4 separate regions of the Gossypium hirsutum genome follow, and regions 2, 3 and 4 are each linked to region 1. The links are chromatin contacts, called in public Hi-C maps. All regions are on one chromosome and are shown on one strand. Each heading gives the region's core, a stretch centred on a gene start, on an enhancer-like site or on the middle of the called end of the contact. The rest is flanking DNA. Distances are from core to core; before and after follow the strand shown.

Region 1 (5,929 bases), core at 72-2,571:
TAGCCCCATTATCCGAGTACCATGTCAGATCTGACATAATAGCAGGCTAGCAACAATAGACGAAGCAAAGATCGGTAACGAAAGTGAGACACTAAGAGCCTTAGATGAAAAGAAAGAGCCCAAAGATACAGGAGCCTAGAGTAATGACAGTCAGATGCCTCATGGTTTGTATAACATATGTAGGCTGACACTGGTTTGGGCCATAATTGAGAAGTAAGCCCATCAAATGAAGAATCACTTTGACTAGATCCATTAAGATTACCACAATCATCATCATCATCATAAGTAGAGTCGTACCTGTAAAAGCAACGCCAAGCCACGTTACCAATCTTCCCGTAGATCTAACACTGTGGTCGTGCACCGCCAAATCGAACACTTCTATAATTGCGAGCAAACCCTCAATGTGACCAAAACGCTTTTGGCAGAGGTTGTTCAGTATATGTAAGGAGCATTCATGGTGCAGACTTGTCCAGAATAACAAGATTAGCCGAGAAGGTAACCTGAGAGAGGTGAGCTTACTGGCATGCTTTGGCATCCAATAGAGCGATGGTGATTCCTTGCAAATCAAAAGGAACACGGCCGGTCGTAATGATAGATACAACATAATCAAACTCCGGAAGAAGACCGATAAGGATGGCGAATTGATATTCTTCCCACGACACATGCTGACTGCAACCAGCCAAAGAATCACACAAATGTTTGATCTAAGCCAGGTATGTAGACATAGACAAGTTATTTTTCTTGAACTGATAGAGTAAATATCTGTAACGCATAGCCTTGCTGGTGGACTAGGTGCTAAAAATCTGGTTAATAGCTTCCCAAAGTTTAAACGCCAATGCAGAACTTACAATTAGTTGGTAATGGAGAGAAGCATTGATCGTAGAAAGAAGCCAAGCCAATAGTGTCGAGTCTTACTGCTCATATTGATCATAGGCTGGATTCTCAATGAGAGCACCATCAACACCGGGCAAAACTCGCAGCAGCACAACAACCGTCAATAAAAGATTGCAACTAGTGAGTCTTCAGAATGAGCAGAACATGTTTCTTCTAAGTGAGGAAATTACTATCATCGATAAGTATGGCTATCTTTTGAGAGGCAAAAGTAAAAGGATTGAAAATTTTATTTGTCAATTCCAACACATTGACAGAATCCATAGTGAAAACGCAGCAACTAGCAAAAAAAAACACTCTAATACCGTATTAGAATTCTAAGAGTAAAAAGAATTTCATTCGTACTTATTCAGCAATACATCAAGTGAGAATTTATACACAAAAGAATCTAAGAAATGCTAATTGGAATGACTAACAAAAAGAAAACAGAATAACAACTACTCCTAACTTCTTGAGCTAATTTTAGTTGAGTAGTTAACAACTACTTTCTCTAATAATGTGGACCTTGCAAAATGATGAAACCGTGGATTGAAGAGTAAGCTACTATGCATGTAGATATTCAGTTTATCAAGATTAATGTGGATATGTTCACCATGTCCTACAATATTTTCACCTTTCATTTTTTTTCTTGCTTTGTTGTATGCTTTGAAAATTACAAGTTGATGATGTGACTCATGAGTTCAAGGTTCCTAGCATTCATTCTTGGATTTTTTGTTAATTATTAATAATTTAATAATTTATTTTACATTAAATAAAGTTTAAATTTGTTAGAAACTTTGATTGCTTCTTTTCTTCCATTTCATGTTCGAACAACAAATAGAACAACATTTTTGGTGTAGTCAAGGTTTTTGAGTTGATATGTTTGACTTTTTAATAACATGGCTTATAATTTAATCTTGGTGAACAGTAAATGAGGAAGTAATTTCGTACTACAACATGTTATTATCATCTTTCAATCGATTGACTTGGAGGAAAAGAGAGAAGTTTAATGGTTGAATATGCTTATCATTATCTTTTGAGAGAGTTTTGAAGCTAATAAAAGACTTGTTTAAGAAGGGCTTTGTAACAACCCGATTTTTGGGCCTAGTTAAAACAGTGGTTTTGGGACCATTGACCTGAGGTTAAAGAAATTATTTTTGATATTATTTTATGTGTTATAGCATTATTATATGAGTGCATGGAAAATTTGGTGAAGTAATTTTAGCATTTGTGGGCTTAATTGCGAAAAAGGACTAAATCGTATAAAGTGAAAAAGTCACGATTTGATAGCTAAGGGTGTTAAATTGCCATGAAACTTAAATTGGGAGTCTTTAAAGGGCAAATAGACCCTTAGATTATAGCCTGGCTGGCCATGAGACAAAGAAAATTGAATGGTCAAAATGTTAGGTATTTGATGACATAATATGTGATAAAATAATACCCTAAAGCCTAGCCTTCATCTTTTTCATCCATCCTTTCTTCTTGACCGAAAATATCATCCATTAGAGGAGTTTTTGAAGCTTGAAATTTCAGCCACTTAGTCTCTCTACAAGTAAGTGATCTTGATGGTTTTTCTTGATGATTTTTGTACTTTTAGAACCCTTGTAACATGAGCTTTCAAATGAGGGGACTGTTTTGCAAAATGGTTAGAGTCTAGGGTTTTTCCATGAAATCATATGTGTTGTTAATGGAAATTTTATGGAAGAATATGAGTTATGGTTGTGTAATAAACAACTTTTGTAAAGTATTTTTCATGGAAACCCTAACTAGGGACCATTTTGCATAAGTTGAAAATTAGATAATAAATGTGAGAGATAATAAAAATTTTGAGTTGCTATAAGAGTAAAAAGGGTTTGGCTAGGCTTAATATATGAACAAATTTGATAAAAATCAATTTTCGGGCCTAGGGGTAAAATGGTCATTTTACAAAAATCTAGGGGCAAAATGGTCAAATTGTCCAATTATGAATTTGTTAAGTACTTAGATCGATAAAATGATTAAACTTGTGAATTTTTATCCTTTTAGATCAAGAACTATAAAATCCGAACTTAGACCGAGGGAAGGCCAAGTAAGTAGACTAAAATCAATTAGTCGCCTACATTTTGTAATTCGAGGTAAGTTTTATGTAAATAATACAACTACATTGTTATTTTATGTGTTTAAATTGATATAGCATAAATTGCTTGTTTGTGGAAATGATTATGTATGATGAATATTGAGATAGTAGAACTCCCGTTTGAACCTTAGGAAATAAATCGGATATTCATGCCATGACATTCGGGTTATTTGTATGCTAGTGTAAAACATGTCTGGGACATGCATCGGCCACATTATGAGAGCCAATGTAAGATCGTGTCTGGGACATGGCACCGGCATTGAGACGAGAGCTAGTGTAAGACATGTCTAGGACATGCATCGTCCTCACGATGTAAGCCAATATAAGACATGTCTGGGACATGCATCGACTACGAGATGTGTCAGTGTAAGACCATATCTGGGACATGGCATTGGCACCTATAGAGGTGTCAGTGTAAGACCATGTCTGGGACATGGCATCGGCACGGATATGTAAGAGCTAGTGTAAGACCGTGTTTGGGACATGGCATCGGCCTCTATTTCAATAGTCAGTGTAAGACCATGTCGGCATCGACTTGATGGATGAGCCAATGTAAGACCATGTTTGGGACATGGCATCAGCATCGGCATCATACCCTATGTTTGAGGCTTAATGAATATCCGATAACATTCCAAATGGTTCAACAGTGAGAGTTACAGTTTAAGTTAAATGAGGAAAGTATAACCATGTTGTAAGTGGTACAGATACCTATTTGAAATGTATGAGACGTGAGCTCAATATCTGCTATATGAATTATATTGGATAGTGATGAGTAAGCTATGCTTATGCCTACCTTTTTACCATGAGCATGATGATGAATGGTAAAGTTGTTGTTTTATTTATTTGCATGCAACTTACTAAGCTTTATGCTTACTCCCTCTCCTTTCCATTTTCTTATAGTGCCGCCTAATTAGCTCGAGGACCATTAGACGTCGAAGGCATCGATCACACTATCACCCGTAGCACTTGGTATAGTTAGATCTTTTATTTTGATTATGGCATGTATAGGACCCTGACTTTTGAGTTTTGTGTCATTGTTAATTGGCCAAATGTGTTGGCTCACTTTAGCATTTGATTCATTTTGCATAAGGCCATGGAAAATGGCTAATATTAAAAGTTATTATGTGAATGCAAGCTAGTCTTTCATAAATGCGAAATTGTAAGCGGGGTTGAATATATGTAATGTATATAGGTCTTAACTATGGTTGCTTGATTGAGAAATCATATTAAGTTAATCTTTGATCTGTTGGTTGATGTTAGATTGTGTTTCAGGGTGGCAAAGGCTTGGTAGATAGCCTTATATTGTCCACACGGGTAGACACACAGGCGTGTTTCTACGCCGTATGTGACACACAGTCAGCCCCATGGGCGTGTTGTTCAGACGTGTGTCCCCTGCACATAAAATTTGCAAGTTAGAATGCATGGTAGTAAACACACGGGCAAAGACACAGCCGTGTGTCTCAGCCGTGTGGAGGACACGACCTCTGGCCACTGGTGTGTGCCTTGGCTGTATGCCCTAAATTGGATGGTGACATCAGAAACAGAATGTCAAGGTTTTTAGACACGGGCTAAGACACGGGCATGTTATGGCCATGTGAGAGACACGGGCAATAGACACGGATGTGTGTCAGGCCGTGTGAAAACCCATGTAGGTTCGAATTTAGGATTTAATTCACACGGGCATGGGACACGGGCGTGTCCCTAGATGCTTAGGTCGTGTGTGTCACACGGGCCATCGCACGGTCATGTTATAATGACCACACGGGCGTGTTGCCCTTGTGCCTTGTTTCAATGGTCATTTTTATTAAGTCGATTTAAGGACCCGAGTTGGTTCCGAATGGCTTTCAATGAATGTTTAAGGCCTCGTAGGCCCATATTAAGGAGTTTTAACAAAGTTTGAAAAAGTTTTAAATTTGATCAAGTCTTGGAGACTCGGAAACGTTTAAATGCATATGTTTAAGTTTAGTAACGCCTCGTATTCCATCCCGACGTAGGGCACGGGTGTGGGGTGTTACAGGTTTTATGAGATCGTTACTTAAGATAATTCAAGTGATAAATTCAAGTTTGAAATGAGAGTTTAAACATTATCAAAACATTGTTGGAGGGACTCTTGTATCATAGGTTGTTTGTGTTGCACATTAGAAACTATTTTTTGGAGTGTCTAAGTTGTATACTTTGCTGTATTTTTTTGATGTTTTAATCGATCTTTTTTTTAGGTATTATTTAGAGAGATTTGCTTGATTTTAAGTAAGGTATTAATGGGGAGAGTGATTTGTAACTATTTGAATTTAATATTAGGGTTGCTAATATCCATGTTTAATGTTTGTAATGGATAATTTGTACTTTAGCCAATAATTAATCCGGATGAATTTTTTAATAAAATCATTCTATAAACAAGACTTCACAAACATATAATTATTGATCCGAACTATATTAACAAATATTATATGTTACTTCTTATTTTCCCTTATTATAAATTGTTTTTTTCTCAACATCTTTTTCAAAATATATTCAAACAACAATGATGAAACAAGTGAAAAAAAAATTCAAAAAGTAATTTAATATTAAAAATAAGATTATTTGGTTCAGTAATTGAATCAAATGAAAAGCATTTAGGCTTAATATTAAAAAATAAATGCGCTGTTATACATAGGGAGGTGGAAAATATTGAGAAAAGCCGAAGCATTTACTGGATTTCAGTTTGATAATAATTAACATATTTTGATACCTTCAGTTTCTTGTTCAATGTTAAAAGAAATCATAGGTATCCCAAATCCATTTTTTTTTAAATATAAAAATAAGTATTTTCCGAAACTAGTTAAAATAAGACACGTGCAAACACTATAGTTGCCACAACCAAATCCAATAACATTGATTGGTTAAATAGAGAAGTAGTGGTTCCAGTTTATGATAGTTTAAATATTGAAGAGGATTTTATTTACA
Region 2 (5,672 bases), core at 2,251-4,750, 280 kb before region 1:
ATAAGAAATGAAGAGCATAATTGAAGTGTTTCAATTACGCTCAATTTAATGAGACTCGTTAGTTATAATTATTACCTTTAAATATGATATCAATATGTAAATTACCAAAATCTAATTACTAGTTAAATGCCTAAGACAATAATTAAGAATGTAAATTTTCTGTCTCATTACATTTATTAACTTTTATGGCAACAAAAACAGTAATTGACTTGAATTTAACCCTTCACGATAAACGTAGCCAAAGGGAGTGCATATCAAATAGACATCTTCACCCGACATTTGTAGTAAGTTATTACATCACAAAGATTGAAAACTTAGATAATTTCATCATTAACTCTTACAAATCTTCGTTAGAAACTTTGAAGCCTGTAATGAGTGAATTTTATCTGCGTTTTATGCTCACGTTAGTTTCCTTTTCTTCTTTCCTTATGTTTCATGCTTTTGTTTTGACGCCAATGATTCCCTTCTATTGATGAAGTTTAGTAACAATTAGATTCTCTCTTATAGCTGTAATGAGTCAAATGTATACAAATATTCGATTGGGATCAATATTTTTTGAATTCATATTATTTGCTTAAATTAAATGAATTTATTCACAAACATTAATATATGAATATGTTATCAATCAATTAAAAATTTGTTGGTCAACAATAAACAAATAACAAAAAAAATCATTTTTTAATTTCTTTTTAGATATAAAATAATGATTATAACATAAAGACATAAAAATAAAAATACTATTATTGAGTATAGCATAATTGAACAATAAACTAATTATACACAAATTATAATAAACGAATATAAACAACAGAAAATAAATTGTTCATCGAACTCGAATTTGGTTTCAAGTTTTTTTTTTTTTGTAATTGTCTCTTTCAACAATATGCTGTACCATTGCACTCAACACTTATTGTTTATGTTTTTGATATATATAATTAATGATAAAAATACAAATTTAAGTTTGAATTTGAAATTTAGTAGGTATGAGAACCAAATTAATTCTTTTTTATAATCATATATCCTTATCTGTTTATGGTCTGAGATTAGTTTATTTGGGGTAGATGTGTTATTGAAGTAAAATCTTATCAACAATGACAACTTGGTCCAAGTGTTGAAGCTACTTTTTATTAATAGTGAACAACGTCCAATGTTTGTCAGAGTATGTAGGTGCTTTTGGCTGGCATTTACTCCTTTATTTCTTGAGTGAGAAACATAAAACTTGGTTTGAATTAATAAAACTTGAGTTTTAAAAATCGAAACTCCATCAAACTTGGAAATTTTATACTACTTGAACTCAATTTGAGTTGATCACGCCTACTGGAAGACCTATTAATGACTAGTAAATCAAACAGCCGATCAGTGGACCGGCTGAACGCTACAAAGACGGTAACCGGCATTAATAAGGAGACCCTACAGGGACAGCAGCAAAAGGATTAAAAAGATTAGGGATAAAAGACTATTATTATGATTGACAAATTTAGCTATAACTTCCTTTTTTTTTTCTTTGTACAATCAAGCACATGTATAGCATTTTCTGTTAAATATTCCAGGTTTATTTCAAGGAGCTAATCCAACCTGTTTCCACACTGTTTTTTCATTCCCTTGCAAGGGATACATTTAATTAACACATAAATGTGATCATATTTGGTATCTATGTGAATTCATGACTTGAAAAGAGAAAATGGAAAAAGGAAGAGGAGAGACAAATGAGTAGGAGCTAAGAAAAATACAGAGGAGAAATGTAAAGGCAGAGATGAAGTAGGATAAGAAGTAGATGATGATGATTTTAGCAAAGTACTAAAGGCAAAGAAGGAAAGCCATGAATGAAGAAGCTGTCTAGAGCTTGACAACTTCAGGGATATGAACGGGATACCTATGGATGCAATCCTCCCAAGGCCCATCTGTTGGTGTTTTGATGGTTCGATTGCACTTCCACACCGCACTGTTACACTTGAATCCACTCCCAAAAGCAATCTGCCAAATCCTATCTCCCTTTTTCATCCTCCCTTTTGCCTCAAGGTAGCTCATCTCGTACCACAAGGATGAGGAGGAGGTGTTTCCGAATCTGTGCAATGTCATCCTAGATGCCTCTACGTGTTCTGCTGACAGCTGCAGGTTCTTTTGCAGTTCATCTATCACTGCTCGCCCTCCAGCATGGATGCAGAAGTGCTCAAACGCCAGCTTGAAGTCTGGGATATAAGGCTTCCACTTGGGGTTGAAGATTTTACGCCCGATCAGAGTGAGAAGAAATAGAAGTTGTTCTGACCCTGGAAGCACCAAAGGCCCTATTGTGGTAATGTTGGATTTTAAAGCCTCTCCAGCTATAGCCATGAGATCTTTAGATAATGATATCCCAACTTTGCCTTCTTTGTCTTCTTCTTCAAACACGCATCGGTAGGCCTTGTCATCAGCCCCTTTGTGGGTTCGAACAACGTGGACAAGTCGGTACTTGGCTCTCCGCCTCTCTGAGCGGCGGTTCGACAACAGGATTGCTGCACCACCCATGCGGAAGAGACAGTTGGGAAGGAGCATAGCTCTTTCTTTACCCTGGTAGTAGTTGGGAGTGATGATCTCTGTGCTGACAACAACTGCATTAGAATTCGGGTGTACTTGGAGAAGATCCCGAGCTAAATCAATGGAGATAAGCCCCGCACTGCACCCCATTCCCGAAAGATTAAAGCTCTTAATGTTACTCCTCAGCTTGTATTTGTTGATCACCATAGCAGACAAAGATGGCGTGGGGGAGAAGAGACTGCAGTTGACAATAAGAATATCTATGTCTTTAGGTTTCAGCCCCGTTTTCTTGAACAAAGAATCCATAGCTGAGAAAATAACAACCTCAGCCTCGCCTCTAGCGGCCTCCATGGTTGGCTTTGGAGGGATGTAATGAATAGCAGGAGGCAAACAAGTCTCTTCACCCAGCCCAGACCGTTCCAGAATCCTCATCTGGAACTCCACGCTCTTAGGATTGTTGCTCAAAATCAACCTGGAGTGCTCCATGAAAGTAGCAAAAGGAACCCTGCAAGTCACAGGAGGCTTGTAGCATGCATAATCCACAAGGTAGATGCATCGTGGCTTGGACATGAAGTAAACAGTGGCAATAAAAATGATGAAGAAAGAAGAGCACAATATCTGAATAAGATCAAAATGGAGGGAATTCCATAGGTTAACAATCTCTTCAGGGCCTAAACGAACAACTTCAATAAGGATCCCAACCATGACAGGAACCAACAAGAGAGTAAGAAAATGATCCACAACGTATTGGTAGCCAAGCTTAACATACTTAAGCTTGACAGAGCTGGAGAAATCGGGCGAGGCTGGAGGCATATTGCAAGAGATAGAGAAATAATTAAGAAGATAAGAAAAAGAGGTGTGGGTACATAAATGGAGCAGAGGAGAGGGAGGATTTAAAGGCAAAAAGGAAGAAGCAAAGAGGGAGAGGGTCAGTGTGCAGATGAGAGGAATAAATGAAGCAGTGGCATCACTCAACGCCCACTTAACTCCCTCAATTAAATTTTCCTAACTCCCTTTATATCCGTGTTCTAACTAAATGCTTGCTTTCACCAATAACCTCTCTTTTGCTCTATCCGTCTCCTTTAATTTTGTGCTTACTTGGTGTTTTTTTCATTAATTATAACCAACCATCTCATCCCTCAGTTTCTTCCTTCTTCACAGTCCATCTCTCACCCTTCATTGTTTTAGGTCTACATTATTTAGTTAGTCTTTAATTTTCTTTTTTACTCAATATTGATAATTATATCTTTTAAGATTTTTATATGAAAAAGTTCTTTATTTCTAACAACTTATACACTTCTCATTTTTAAAATTCAACCTTAATTTTTTGAAGGTTTATTTGAATTTCAATGTATAATCTAATAAGATATATAATTTATTTTAATGAAGTTGTAAAATAGAATTAACCAGTTTATGAAAAAGGAAAAAGTAAAAAGGGTTTTTAGTTTTTACTAAGATTTTATAGTTTTGTCTTTTATGTTCCAAGTGCCACTTATATCGCAATCATCCATTTGGAAATTTATAAACACATGTGATGTCAGGCAAGTTTAAATAAATGATTAGTTTTAGAAGGAAAAAAAACAGCATCATGCAACCTAAATATATGTTATTTTGACTTCAACTAATTCATCTCACCAAATTTGGGGGATATTTATGTCCCCACTGTGAAAAACAAGTCAAAGTAAGCCGTGGGTATCAACTTTTTAAGTCCTCTCCCTTCTCATTATTATTTGTTTAAATAGCTTGTGACTCATATGATGTGTAGATTATGTTTAGTTATTTACATTTTAATATTTTTTTTAAGTGTAACACAATTACAAAAATAAATATGAGTAATCATAATTAATAAATTATTACAAATTAATTCCTAACATGTAATCTCCTAAATTCTTTTTTTTTAATTGTTAAATCATGTCAAGTAAATTAATTTGGTTCACTAGTTATGTGTTCTATTTAAGTGCTAAAGTCATCTGTTCAAATCATTTCCTTTGAATTTTTGTTATTTTTTTCAACCCCTTTCCTTTAACATCTAACTTATATATTATTTTTGCTCAATTGTTGATATGAAGGAATTTGTTGGTTCAGTGATAAGGTTTTATCTTACCTAGAGGTATTGTGTTTGAATCCTTGTGTGTGCAAAGCAAAAATATTTTTGCAATTTCCTCTGCCTATGGCGCCAAGGAGATAGAAGTGGTGTTGAAATCGAATTCTGGAAATATTCCTAAAATCTCTCCACTTTCTACTGTCCCTCTCTGTCCACTTCTTCACCTCATGTTTTGCTTATTTTGCGCTTTCAGTAAGTTTCTGCCACTCTTTCCTCTGTTGGTTTTCTTTTCTTTTTGTTCTATTCCACATCTTTTCCATAACCAATCTCTTTTTCATTCTCTTTGAAGACGCCTCTTGGCACTGTGTTACTGTTGTATATTGTTTTGTCCTCTTGTCATTTCTTCACTTTTCGTCTCTTCTGTTGTTGAGTTACTTTGTGCCAACGTCTGTTTTAGTCTTAATTGCTGGTCATGGGTGGTAAGGATTTTGATTTAAGACTCGTATTCTGTAAAGGAGTTATTTTTCATATGCTTGGATATGAATTCTTATTTTGGGTGATAATAGTTTGAATGGCTGAAATTATATGATTTAGGTAATTGGAAGTGGCTAATCTTCCGAAAAATTGAAAGCATTAGGAAATTCCTCTTCCATTGGGGAAAGTGATCGGTGCCTTGTTAAGGCCGAATCTTATTGTTAAAAAAATCAATTTGAATGTTTAGTGTTACCACTGATTTATTGGTCGAATTTAGTATGACATTTGCTAAATAGTTCATTCTGAATGTCGTTTTTAGGTGTTGGTATTGTTTTTGTTACGTTGGCATAAAAAAGCAACCAGGTGTGTAACGATAATCCTGAAAATAACTGAACGGTACAAACTAAAAAAAAAACCCACCGTTGATGCCATACGAGCTGGGTCAAGTGGGCTGTGTGGGCCACACGAATATGTGGGCCCATTTTTCGTAAAATTTAAGGTCATGTTTGATGTACGTTTCGAGGTTAGCCTCTGCGTAAGGTTTGTAATGTGATTTGTATGGCTTTTAAATATGAAATCTATTATTCTGCTTTTGTATGTGCAACTCCTGAAAGCATGTTAGCATGATTTGATGTGTAAG
Region 3 (5,788 bases), core at 2,332-4,831, 430 kb before region 1:
AGAGCAGATCAGAGATCCATGTCCTCTCACTGCAACAATACAAAGATTTCCCATTTTATTTTCGTCACTGTGGAGATGCATCATAAACATAGCAAATACTGAATATTGTTGGTTCACCTTGTGCTTCTTACCTTTTTAACAGAAAGAAAGAAGTTTTATATAGATTTTGATTTGAAAGCTTTATTAAATCTAGCTTAGAAATTTCTTGAAAGTTTTACTAATTACCATAAAAAAAAGAAAAGAAAAAAAAGAAAGAAACAATGTAGCCGTCAGATCCATAAGACTTTAAAATTCACTACCCAATGGTTGACTCCACACAAATATAGAAAAAGGGAAATCAAAAAAAGAAAGCTGAAAGGCATGGAACAATATAACAGAGAGGATCTTCAAAAAGTTCACAGCTTTTTCTTGCGTCTTTTAATTCTTTCTGCACCATTTGGAATGTCACTGTTATAACTACAAGGCCTAGAAAGGTGTTTTAATTTAGTTAAGTAATAATAAAAAAGGGGGAAAATGAAGTATTAGAAGAAGAGCAACATATATGGCAACAAAGATGTCCTAAATCAGAGTATAGAAAAATTTGTGAAAGTTTTGAATGTTAGATGGAGTGTAGCGGTTGGATACTAGTATAGTTTGGAAACATATGCAAATTTGTATTGCTTCTTGCAGTTTGAAATTTGTCTTGTTGAGGATAAAGTGGGTAAAAGACAATCCATTATCGAGTGCAGACTGAAGAAATTATTTTCTTTTTAAATTTGGGTATTCTTCCATTTTATAGTGCATCTTTGTATTTAGTGTTGTTTTATCAAGTTATAAAAAAAATATATATATATATATATATAAAAGCATTTTAACAAAGAGAAAAAAGGAAAATAATAAAAATAAAGCATGGAAATTGATGTTTGAAAATGGGCAGTTAAAAAAGCTGCTTTTCATTTCCTAGCCGTGGTGATTTGTTTGCTAGTGTTTTGGATTTGGAATCAAATTCACTCCAAGACAACTCACCTCACCAATGCATGCAAGTTTGCCCTCTCTCTTCTTTTCCTCTATTTCTTCCTCAATAAGTGTAATCCATATTATCCGTTTTGAATGTAGGAATATTTTTCTAAAAGAACTTATTATAACTCATATATCAACTGAATTATAAGTGTAGGTATATCAATTACCTAACCATGTTCCCTATTAATAAGAGAAGACAGAATGCTTAGGTTTGATTTGCCATATGAAATTTGAGTTGTGATGCCAGGTTTGTATCCTCAAAAGGGACCGACAAATTATTAATAATACAACTATACCACTAACCCAACCCAACCCAACCCAACAAATGTGTTTTGCTACAAATCTTTACAGTGTTTGGAGTGGGGCTAATGGCTTTTCACGTTTGCCAACCTCACTATCTTTAGGCGGCCCAACCAGCTAGCTAAACTCTAATCCACCATCCAAACCACGATCAACACTTTGAAATATATATAATAAATAGTCACCTAATTATTAATTTGTATATATTTTGATCATTAATTTAAAAAATATATATAAATTTATCGTTTTGTTTCTGTTCTGATCATTCCTCATTAAATTAGTAACGAAAATAATGACATTTAATTAATATAATAATACATTTAAGTCAAGGACACCTACAAATAAAGTAAGAAAAGGAACAGGAAGACCTCCCATTAAGTCATCGACGAGGGGTGCAAAGTAATTTTTGAGTTATGTCAGTTACTTCCTTTTCTAAAAGGTACTTGATTAACTATGGTGGTAGAAATTAACAAAGAACCAAGCATCACTTCTTCTAATGATTCTGGAACTAAGCTCAACTTTTCAAGATCATGAAGTAAAAGAATAGTTGAACAATAACATTAGTGATTAAAATAGAATTTAACGATAATATTAGTGATGAAATTAACAGTTTTATAATTTGATGAATTTAAAATTTTAAATATCATGAACAAAACAAAATTAAATTATAGTAGTATGTTATGCAAATAAGATGGTAATGTAAGGACAAGGTGATGTACCATTTTGGAAGGTAATTACACGGATGGTGAAAGGCGGGCCCAAAGTACAATTGAACGTGCATGGGCTCCTGTTAGGCCTTAATCATTAAAACCCAATTCTCTGTTCCAATTAATGCCCATATCCCATCCGCTTCCTTTTTAAGCACAATGTGGGGTACTTGTGTCCGACGGAAAAATGATCATTCAAAAGCCATCTCATAGAAAAGGTGGAATGTTTATTATACCTTTTCACCACTCCAGGATGTGCACATTTTTTGCAACAACTCTTTATACCTCATTAGTCAAACTCATATTGCATCAATGTGGTTATGTTTAGCTGTATTTTAGTTTTATTGTTATAAATATTAACTCACACCAGAATTAAAAATAATTTTTTTTACTATATCTACGAATGAAGAGTATACATTTTTATGTTGGTGTGATTGTATATATTGTGTTGATACCAAAGGAGACTAGAGATAAAATCAAAATAGAAATCAGGCTATTTGTTAAAACCACAGGCAGTATCTCTTTAGGCGCCCACAGTCTTACATAAAATACTAGACATAACTGATTCCCCCCCCCTTTTTTTTTCTTTAAAGGAAAAAAAAATAAAATGTATAGAAAATAGAAAAAATACCGATTATTTTAGGATTGCGTAGAGATATTATTCAAAATTTGTAAAAAGAAAAATAGCATTTTAGAAAATACCCAGTCTGATATATGGTAGAAGAATTAGAAAGAAGTAAAAAGAAAAGGATAAATTACTGAGGGATTTGAAGTGAAAATAAGACCCAGGTAGGTCATTTGTACGGACGGACTCCTGAAAACCAGGAGGTATATATTATAAGATGGTTTCAGGGTAGAGCTCGAAATGAGATGTGGCGAGATGCACGCAGTTCTAAGATAAAGGGAGCTTGCGCTTGGCACGTGCATCTGTTGCGGATTTTCTGCCTCTCTCTTCCCTTTTGCTTGCTTGCATGGCTTCCACTTCTCAACTGCTGTCCTCTTTCTGTTTTTGTATTTATCCCCTTTATTTGTATTTCAATAAATCCTTATTCTTAATAAAACTCCTAACAAATTCAACATTTATTTGTACATAAATTACTTATTTACCGGTTAAAATATTAAGGAATTGTTCAATGTGTACAAAAAAAAAGGAAAATAAAGGTTGTAGAGTTATATATATATTATTGGCATGCATTTTGGCCTCTCTGTTTCTCAAATTACAGCATAAATTAGAAGACATAATAATTTATTTGTAGAAAATTCCATTATCCTATAATCAAGAAAAAAAAACTCTAATGGGTAATAATGGTATATAATATAAGAAATGAAGAAGTAAAGCTTTGCAAATTAAAAAAGTAATAAAATAAATGATTGATTATGAAGTTAATATAAAATTTGGAAAGAGTACATATTGATATTTAATTGAGGAGTTAAAAGCAAGATGGATGGTAGATTATGTAATAAAATCGTGCATGTAGGGTTGTTTGGAAAAGGAGGAAAGCGCCAAAACCAATCTCATTTACCAAAGAGGGGCAGTCCCCAACTTTACCTAAACAAGAAGAAGAAGAAGGGAAATTAAAGAACACACTCCTCACTCACCCCCGGTTTTCAGGTCTTTTACTCCTTTGGAAACCACTGCGCTGCCCACCTTTATATTAACCATAATCTTTCACTTCTCCTTCTCCTCCTTCTCCCTCGATCTCTCTCTGAAATATAATTACGATGAGGATGAGCTGTAATGGCTGCAGGGTCCTGCGTAAGGGCTGCACCGAAAACTGCACCATTAGACCTTGTCTTCAATGGATCAAGTCCTCTGATTCTCAAGCCAATGCTACTCTCTTCCTTGCCAAATTCTATGGCCGAGCTGGTCTCCTCAACCTAATTGAAGCCGGCCCTGAAAACCTTCGCCCTGGTACGTACTTCATTAACCCCACCCAACCAAAAACAAGATTTCATTAATTGCTTTTAACTTTTTTTTTTGTATGCATTTTGTTTGTAGCTATTTTTAGATCACTTTTATACGAGGCCTGTGGGCGTGTGGTAAATCCAGTTTATGGGTCAATTGGGATGCTTTGGTCCGGGAACTGGGGTGAGTGCCAAGCAGCCGTTGATGCTGTGCTGAAAGGCTCCCCCATAACCCAAACTTCATCATCTTTGGAATCAGTTGAAGAAGAGCAACCGATTTCCCCTCTCAAGACCTACGACATCCGCCATGTCTTCAAGGACACCAAACCAGCTGCAGCAGCAGACGTCGACAAGGTCAAGACCCGCACTCGTTTCAAGCGATCCAGGACTCGCTCCAAGCGACAGGTGGTTGACTCGTGGATGAGCCAACTCGGAAATGGTGACAGCAAAGAAGATGAGAGCACCTTCTCTGTGGAGACCGTGGAGGGTTCGCTGGTAAACCACGCCAAAAGGGGTCCTATCTTGAAGTTTGAGGATAGTAGTAATGTTGGCTTAGAACTCACTCTTGCTTTGCTTCCTGAGGCGACGCACTTAGGATGAAATAATCCACCCTTAAACAAAAAATGAATCCTCCTTTTTTTGCTTCTTTCATTATAGATTGAAGAAATTTTGGCGGCTATAAAACTATCACCTCTAGTTTCAACCTCATCGTATGATAGAATATTAGAATGCTGCAAGTATTTTAAACTTTGTTTCGTTTCTGTTTGGGTCAAAAACAAATGTTGATGGGTTCTTTTTATTTTAAAGACAGCTATATGAAGTTGATAGAATTATTGAATGGTGCTTTCTAGTTTGGTGATATGGTTAGGTGTGATATACTTTCCATATATGGGTTTGTTTAAATTTGTAGGTTTTGATTTATGAGTAGGTTATCACGATGCTGACAAGGCTGCAATAAGAAAATATGACTGGCAGTGGCACCCCAATTTAGATTCTTCTTGGTGCTTGCTGCTGTAAGTTGTAGGCTTCAATTTATTTGTTCATTTGTTTATCTTTTTAATCTAAAATTCTATTCGTACTCTTTTAAATTAGGTACATTTTTTTTAATTAAAGCCAAATAAATATATACAGAAACATTAAACAAAGATATTCATCAATATTTTATAACGCTCTATTCATCAAAAGGAAATAACGCTTTAGAGTCTCGGGCAGAAGGCAAGACAGGAGCCTTTGAGCATGGTGGCCACCACAGGGTTCCAAGGCAGTGGGGTCATTCCACGTAGACTTGTGCGTTTACAGTTTGGGACAGCTGCTCCTCATGCACCGGTTCTTGGTGTTTGGGAGTTTCCTAGTATTATTGCTTTGCATATGTTTCTCACACGTGGGAACAAAAATAAACTTGCTTCCGTTTGGATAAAATTGGTTTTGGTTAGATTCAAAAACCAGTTATGGTAAGATTAGGAGTAAGATTAAATTTTTTTTAAGGAGACGTACGGAGAGTTTGAATCGGGTTTTTTTTTATTCATATTTTTTCGAGCTTGAATCAATTTAGGCTTAAATTTTTTGGACTCAAGTTTTTCCGGGCTTGAATATTTTCAAGCTTAGATTTTTTTTATATTTATATTTTTTAATTTTTAATACAGATTAGTTTGGGTAAGATGGACATTGACAGATTTAAATAATTTTAAATTATAAAATTTTAATTATAATAATTTTTTTATATTTGATGATGCAATCCAAATACGTCATAAAAAGCATAAATTATATATATTTAATAGAGATCATGATAGTTGGTATCGTATTGACCGGTATGTGCCAAGCCGTTCCTCAATCAATACCAAATAATTTAGGTTCTGTTACAATCAAGATTTCAATGT
Region 4 (5,484 bases), core at 1,185-3,684, 310 kb before region 1:
AGAATTACCTGTATACGGAGCAGAGCCCTGTAAATCTGAAGCATTTTGGCACACGTGATGAGTAGCCCCCGAGTCTGGGCATCAAGACCTGCTTCCTAACGGAACAAAAGAATCAACAGAATTAAAATTTGAGTCATATGCTGTAGCATCAAAATAATCAGAGGCATGCAACTCAGGAAGCCTGGGGGGAAACCTAACAAACTGAGACGAATCATAAGGAGACGAGTCAACACTAAAAACATGAGCACGGGGTTTTGTCCGCCACGGAGCCTCAGGAACAGTCTGCCAAGATCTGTCAACACCAACACAGTTAGTAGAGGGCCCAAGCACAAATCGACTATCAGTTGGACGACACCGAATGGACTCACTAAGCCTACGTGGCCTAGAAGCCACATTACCATACAGGCAGCCCAATGAATCATCACCAAAATGTGGGCCCATAGCATTTCGTCCAACTTCAGTTGCACGCCCATAAAGCCTAGAATTAAAATTTGGTTCAGCATTATCATGCTGTCCATTTCCATTAGGCACAAATAGATTAGCTGTATGAGGCCCACGTGGGTCACAATTCTCCATCTCAAAATTTGGCCAACTATAAGGCCTCCAATTTTGACCATGAACGCCCCAATTTTGACTAAACACATTGGCTTCAAGTCGGTCACCACGCACCTAGTCTTCCCCAATTATTCCAAGAGCAAAACAGCCTCGTCGCGCCACTAGTGGTTCGAGTGAGGATTGCTCGTCACGATAGTATCTATAGTAACAACGCCGGGCAAGGTGGCCATAGCGACTACAAATTTGACATTGGATGCACGGATGAAAGGAACGACCACGACCATGAACAGAGGACCGTCCTCCTCGAAACGAACCATCCGTCGACTGATCAACCAACTGAAGCGGAAGCCCTTCCACAGTATTCGCAGCCACCAACACATCGTGATCGGTCCGACGTTGATGAGCTTCACACTCAAGCAAAGCATCAACAAGTCGTTGGAAGGGTAACGAGATCGGAGAGAGTGACGCCGAAGAAACAATAGCCTCATACTCAGAGGAGAGTCCGTCAAGAAGAACCACCGTCCGTTCGGCCTCAGATAAGAAAGAATACTCAGAAGGTAACTGTAGTTAACCCATTTTGCCCGGGCCGATTTTATTTACAGAAAATAAATAAATTAAAATAAAAACCAATAAAAGTCCACAGATTATAGGTCCAAAGTTTATTTATAGTTAGCCCAAATATTAAAACACAAATCTAATCTCTGTACAAAACTTTGGGCCTAAATTAAATCCAAATCCATTTGCAAAATTTTGGGCCCCAAAGTTGAGACCAAAAATAACCCGGAAAAGGCCCAATCTAAGACTAATTGATCAATGCCGCAGCAGTAGCCCTTCTTCTTGGCCATTCGAGGTAAACCGATAGAGCCCAGGCCAGAAGTTTCTGGAATACACGAGAGTAGCAGCAGAACGGGGCTCCTATGAGTGGTTCCCACGCACTTCCTCCACGGCCTTTTCCCTGTACAGCTTTGCATCCGTAGAACCTGCAAAGGAATATACGAGAAGAAAAGTGGGCTAAAGAATACAGCAAAATGATAGCGAGAAAATATAATTTTATTTTTCTTTGTAAATTCAGGCTATAAAAAGCTGCACTTGTACTCCTTGATTTTTTACGCGCACTACGCAAATCTAATTCCAAGAATCAAAGAATCAGAAGGTGATTTAAAATTTTTTATATTCCGTCTTCATTTTTTTTTCCTTTTGTACATATATCTTGTTTCTTTGTAGTTTTTTTTTTAAAAAAAAGAACGAGAAAGTTACCTTCACGAATGCATCAGTTAGATCCCTTGTCTTCTCCGTCGAAATCGGGGCTAGAAATGTGGATATGCAAGTGAGAATGGTCTTTGAGTGTTGATTCTGATGGAAATAAAGGCTACTTCCATACCCCTCACCAATTTTAATGGTGAACGAGTGATGAAATGGCCTTAGAAATTGAAGGCTGCTGAGTCGAAACCCTAAACAATTGGGTGTTTGGCTTGCGTTTGGAAGGAATGGCTAATTGCCATTCAATTTCCTTTTAATTTTGGGCAAACAATGAAACGGCACCGCTTTAGGAAGGAGTAACCCGCGTGTCAACCCATCCAAAGACTCGGATCAGCGCTTTTGCGCTTAAAATGGGTTATTTATTCAGCAGGTCCTTCCCCTTTTGTGCCGTGTTCCAATTAGTCCCTGTTTGCATCTCACCTGTTTTTTTTTAATTTTCTCCTAAAACTTGCGCCTTTTTGCAATCGGGTCTGCGCTGCAGCACTACATCTTGGGGCCTGGACTATTCTCAATTCTAGTCCCTATACGTTCGCGCGCATTATACGTTAATCCTATTTGTGATTATTTTATTTGTAAATTGACCCTTTCGTTTTAATTTTGTTTTAATTAAGCTTTTTATTTTTTTAGTCGCTGCATATTGCTCTCTATTACATGCTGATTATATGTTTGGATATTTAATCTGATTTCGGTTCTGTTATTCTATCATTTTGATAATTTGTATATTATTCGCAATAAAGTTCATTTTGGTTTATGTACGCTATTAATTTTATGTTATTTTGGTAATTTCTTTTGAATTTATTTACATATTTTAATGTTTATATTTCTTAAAATTTATTTATTTTATGTGTCATTTAAGTTATCATTAAGCATATATTTAATATTTATATTTAACCTACATACATTATATAAGCCATGTTATTTTTATACATATAACTTTTTAGTAAATTTGTATCAAATTGTTTTTTTAGTTTTTTTCAATGTATAGTTTATGATAAAATTAAGTTAATTTTATAATTCATATTTTTATTCTATGTTATTTTAATATCCAATTATTTCTAAAATTTCTTCACATGTATATAACCCATATTAAATTATTTTACTATAGTCTATGTTATTGATTTCATATTAATATTTCTTTTATATATATATTTTCTTTAAAATTATTCATACGTATAATGTGTTTCTTTTAAGAACTATATTTTAAGCCATACCATTTATTTATTGTATACACTCTCATATTTTATTATCCTTATATATGTATTATTTATATGTGCCATCAATCCAAACCAATTTGTTACATATAAAATTATGTTATATATTATTTGTTTTAAAATTCCCTTTATAAATATAGTTTTATAAATATACATCACTAAATTTATGTATTTTGTAAATATAATTTTTTTTTATCTTTTTGTGTATATGATTATATTTTCTAAAATTTGTTACATGTATAATTTATATATTTACTTAATTTTTTTTTCATGCTATTTTTTTTAAATAATTATTTTCAAATTTATATATATATACATGTTTTATGAATTTGTTATGTACATTATATCCTATCATGTGTTTTATTTTCTTTTATATTTTATATGTTATTTAAGCAACCATGCATATTGTCAATTTTTAAAATTTGTGTTTGAAATATTTTGCATATTATTTGATTCAAATGTTTTATTCTACAATATTTATTTCAAATAATTATATATCCCTAGCTTTCATACCAACTTGTCAACTTATGTTATGTGTTAATTAATTCATCATTATTTTGAAAATGTCTTATACTATATATTGATTTCTAATTCCATTTTATTTTGTACGTATTTGGTGGGTCGTTTTATAGTGTGCTATGTTAATTATTGTTGTATATTATTTTTGTATTGATTGTTCATCATCCATGATTAAGAATTTGGTCACATTTTACTTAGAATAGTTATACATAATTGTTGGATTTGTTAATTGTGACTTGTTGTATCCTATTATTTCATGTTCATAAATCCTTTCCCATGCAAACGTTTTGATACAATGCATTAAGTATCCCATCTTTTTTTTAAATAAATAAACGTGTTTTGAGCGAATTTCCAATTTTCTTTATTGTTCAAAAATTCTGAAATAAGGCAATATCCAATATTTGGGAATTCAGAAAATCGTGCTCAATTTTGCTGGGTATGATTTTTTCAGTGAACTAAATATTTGGATAACCTTTTATAATTTTAGTGTACGAGTTTTTAAAAGTCAAATATCAATCATATTTTTAAAGGTATAAAGGATCGTATCCAATCGTACTGGGTATGAAACTGCATATCTTTGAAACGAGAGAATTTTGACCGCTAATTTTAGCTATTCAAATATTTTAAAAAGAATCATACTTTGAAAAATCTTTTCTTTAAAAAACCTTTTGGTATAAGGATAGCATCAAGTCAATTTGGTACCAATTTTTGGGCGTAATGAGGGTGCTAACCTTTCCTCATGCGTAACCGACTCCCGAACCTATATTTTGATTTTTACGTGAACCAAATTTATTTTTAATGGAATAAAATGTTTTAGTAGGTGGCCCAATCACACCTAAATCAAGAGATTGGTGGCGACTCCACATTTATGTTTTCAAAAATCGATCCCCATTATTTTCAAAATAAAAAAAGGGTTTCAACAGTAACCATCTATTATTGCTTACTTTTTATCAGCTTAAATATAAGCTTATGTATACAAGATAATCCTTAACTGCTATTAACAATATACCAACTTTATACCAATTTTGTAACTGTCTAACAACTCAGCTAATCACACACTAATCACATGTGTTATTTAGATACTATAACAACTTAACTGTTTGCTAACAACCATTCAGCTGAAGCTAAACCTAAAGCACGCACCTTTTATTTTAATATATTCTCCCAGCTTCATCTGTTTATTTAAATATTCCCCTTCAATTGCTTTATCTACTGACATCACACACAGTCTCTTTCGATGCCCCATATTAATATATATAAAAAAGATGCTGATAGTGGCTTTTTGAAACTGTGCTGTAATAGGTTTTTTTATCAAAATAATTTTTAAAAAAAAAGCAAAATGCTAGAACAAATTTTGGAGGAGGAAACAGAAATCGATTTCCTCATTTTTCTAGACATTCGTCGGCCCTCAAAAATGTTTCTCGTAAAAATCAAAAAAATAAATTAATATGTATTGGTGTTAGTGTCCATGTCAGTGTCAGTGTCAATCAAATGTTTAAGCTAGTATCTCAGTCAATATTAGTCAACAGTGACAAAGAGTCGACTTTAGTGACCCGATTTCCAACTATATTTCCATCCCATCCACGAGAGACTAGGGGGAATATATGGAAAGGGAAATTGGTTTGGCAGAAACCGATTTCCTACCTGGTTAGCCATCAATTCACATCGATGGTTCCGTGGATGAGAGTGATGGGCCAATAAATCGGTTTGCAGGGGATCGATTTCAGCAATCACAAACCCTTTTCATCGAATCGAATTCCATATTCTCCAAGAATCGGATTCTCTGAGATTCAAACATTAAAAAAAGTTAAAATGAATCTATAAATTGAGCGTAAATGTTGTTAACCAAAACACTTTTACCTCGACTTTAAAAAAATGATTGTTAGTCTGGCAATTAGAGTTTGAAGAACTTTTTGCAACCGAAAATTGTGGTTAAGGT

What was found. Hi-C and Micro-C count contacts between places; a contact is called where the count stands out from the background.
Region 2: a contact with region 1 is called in a Hi-C map of leaf, with 4 times the contacts expected there. The contact joins the promoter of LOC107886641 here to the promoter of LOC107886654 in region 1. A contact is called at or near these places in 7 of 34 Hi-C or Micro-C datasets (callus and leaf).
Region 3: a Hi-C map of leaf shows a contact between it and region 1, with 2.9 times the contacts expected there. The contact joins the promoter of LOC107886638 here to the promoter of LOC107886654 in region 1. A contact is called at or near these places in 2 of 34 Hi-C or Micro-C datasets (both in leaf).
Region 4: a contact with region 1 is called in a Hi-C map of leaf, with 2.5 times the contacts expected there. The contact joins the promoter of LOC107886640 here to the promoter of LOC107886654 in region 1. A contact is called at or near these places in 4 of 34 Hi-C or Micro-C datasets (hypocotyl, leaf and petal).

What each region holds. Positions count from the first base shown.
Region 1 is chrA03:101,870,791-101,876,719 of Gossypium_hirsutum_v2.1, reverse strand. LOC107886654 reads right to left here and starts at 1,321. Exons shown (of 2, transcript XR_001680832.2): 1 at 1-1,321.
Region 2 is chrA03:102,158,050-102,163,721 of Gossypium_hirsutum_v2.1, reverse strand. LOC107886641 (3-ketoacyl-CoA synthase 6) reads right to left here and starts at 3,500. Exons shown (of 1, transcript XM_016810674.2): 1 at 1,445-3,500. The coding sequence starts at 3,327. The coding sequence ends at 1,837.
Region 3 is chrA03:102,307,407-102,313,194 of Gossypium_hirsutum_v2.1, reverse strand. LOC107886638 (LOB domain-containing protein 42) reads left to right here and starts at 3,581. Exons shown (of 2, transcript XM_016810670.2): 1 at 3,581-3,918; 2 at 4,006-4,749. The coding sequence starts at 3,729. The coding sequence ends at 4,511.
Region 4 is chrA03:102,185,025-102,190,508 of Gossypium_hirsutum_v2.1, reverse strand. LOC107886640 reads right to left here and starts at 2,434. Exons shown (of 4, transcript XR_005917801.1): 1 at 1,813-2,434; 2 at 9-1,535.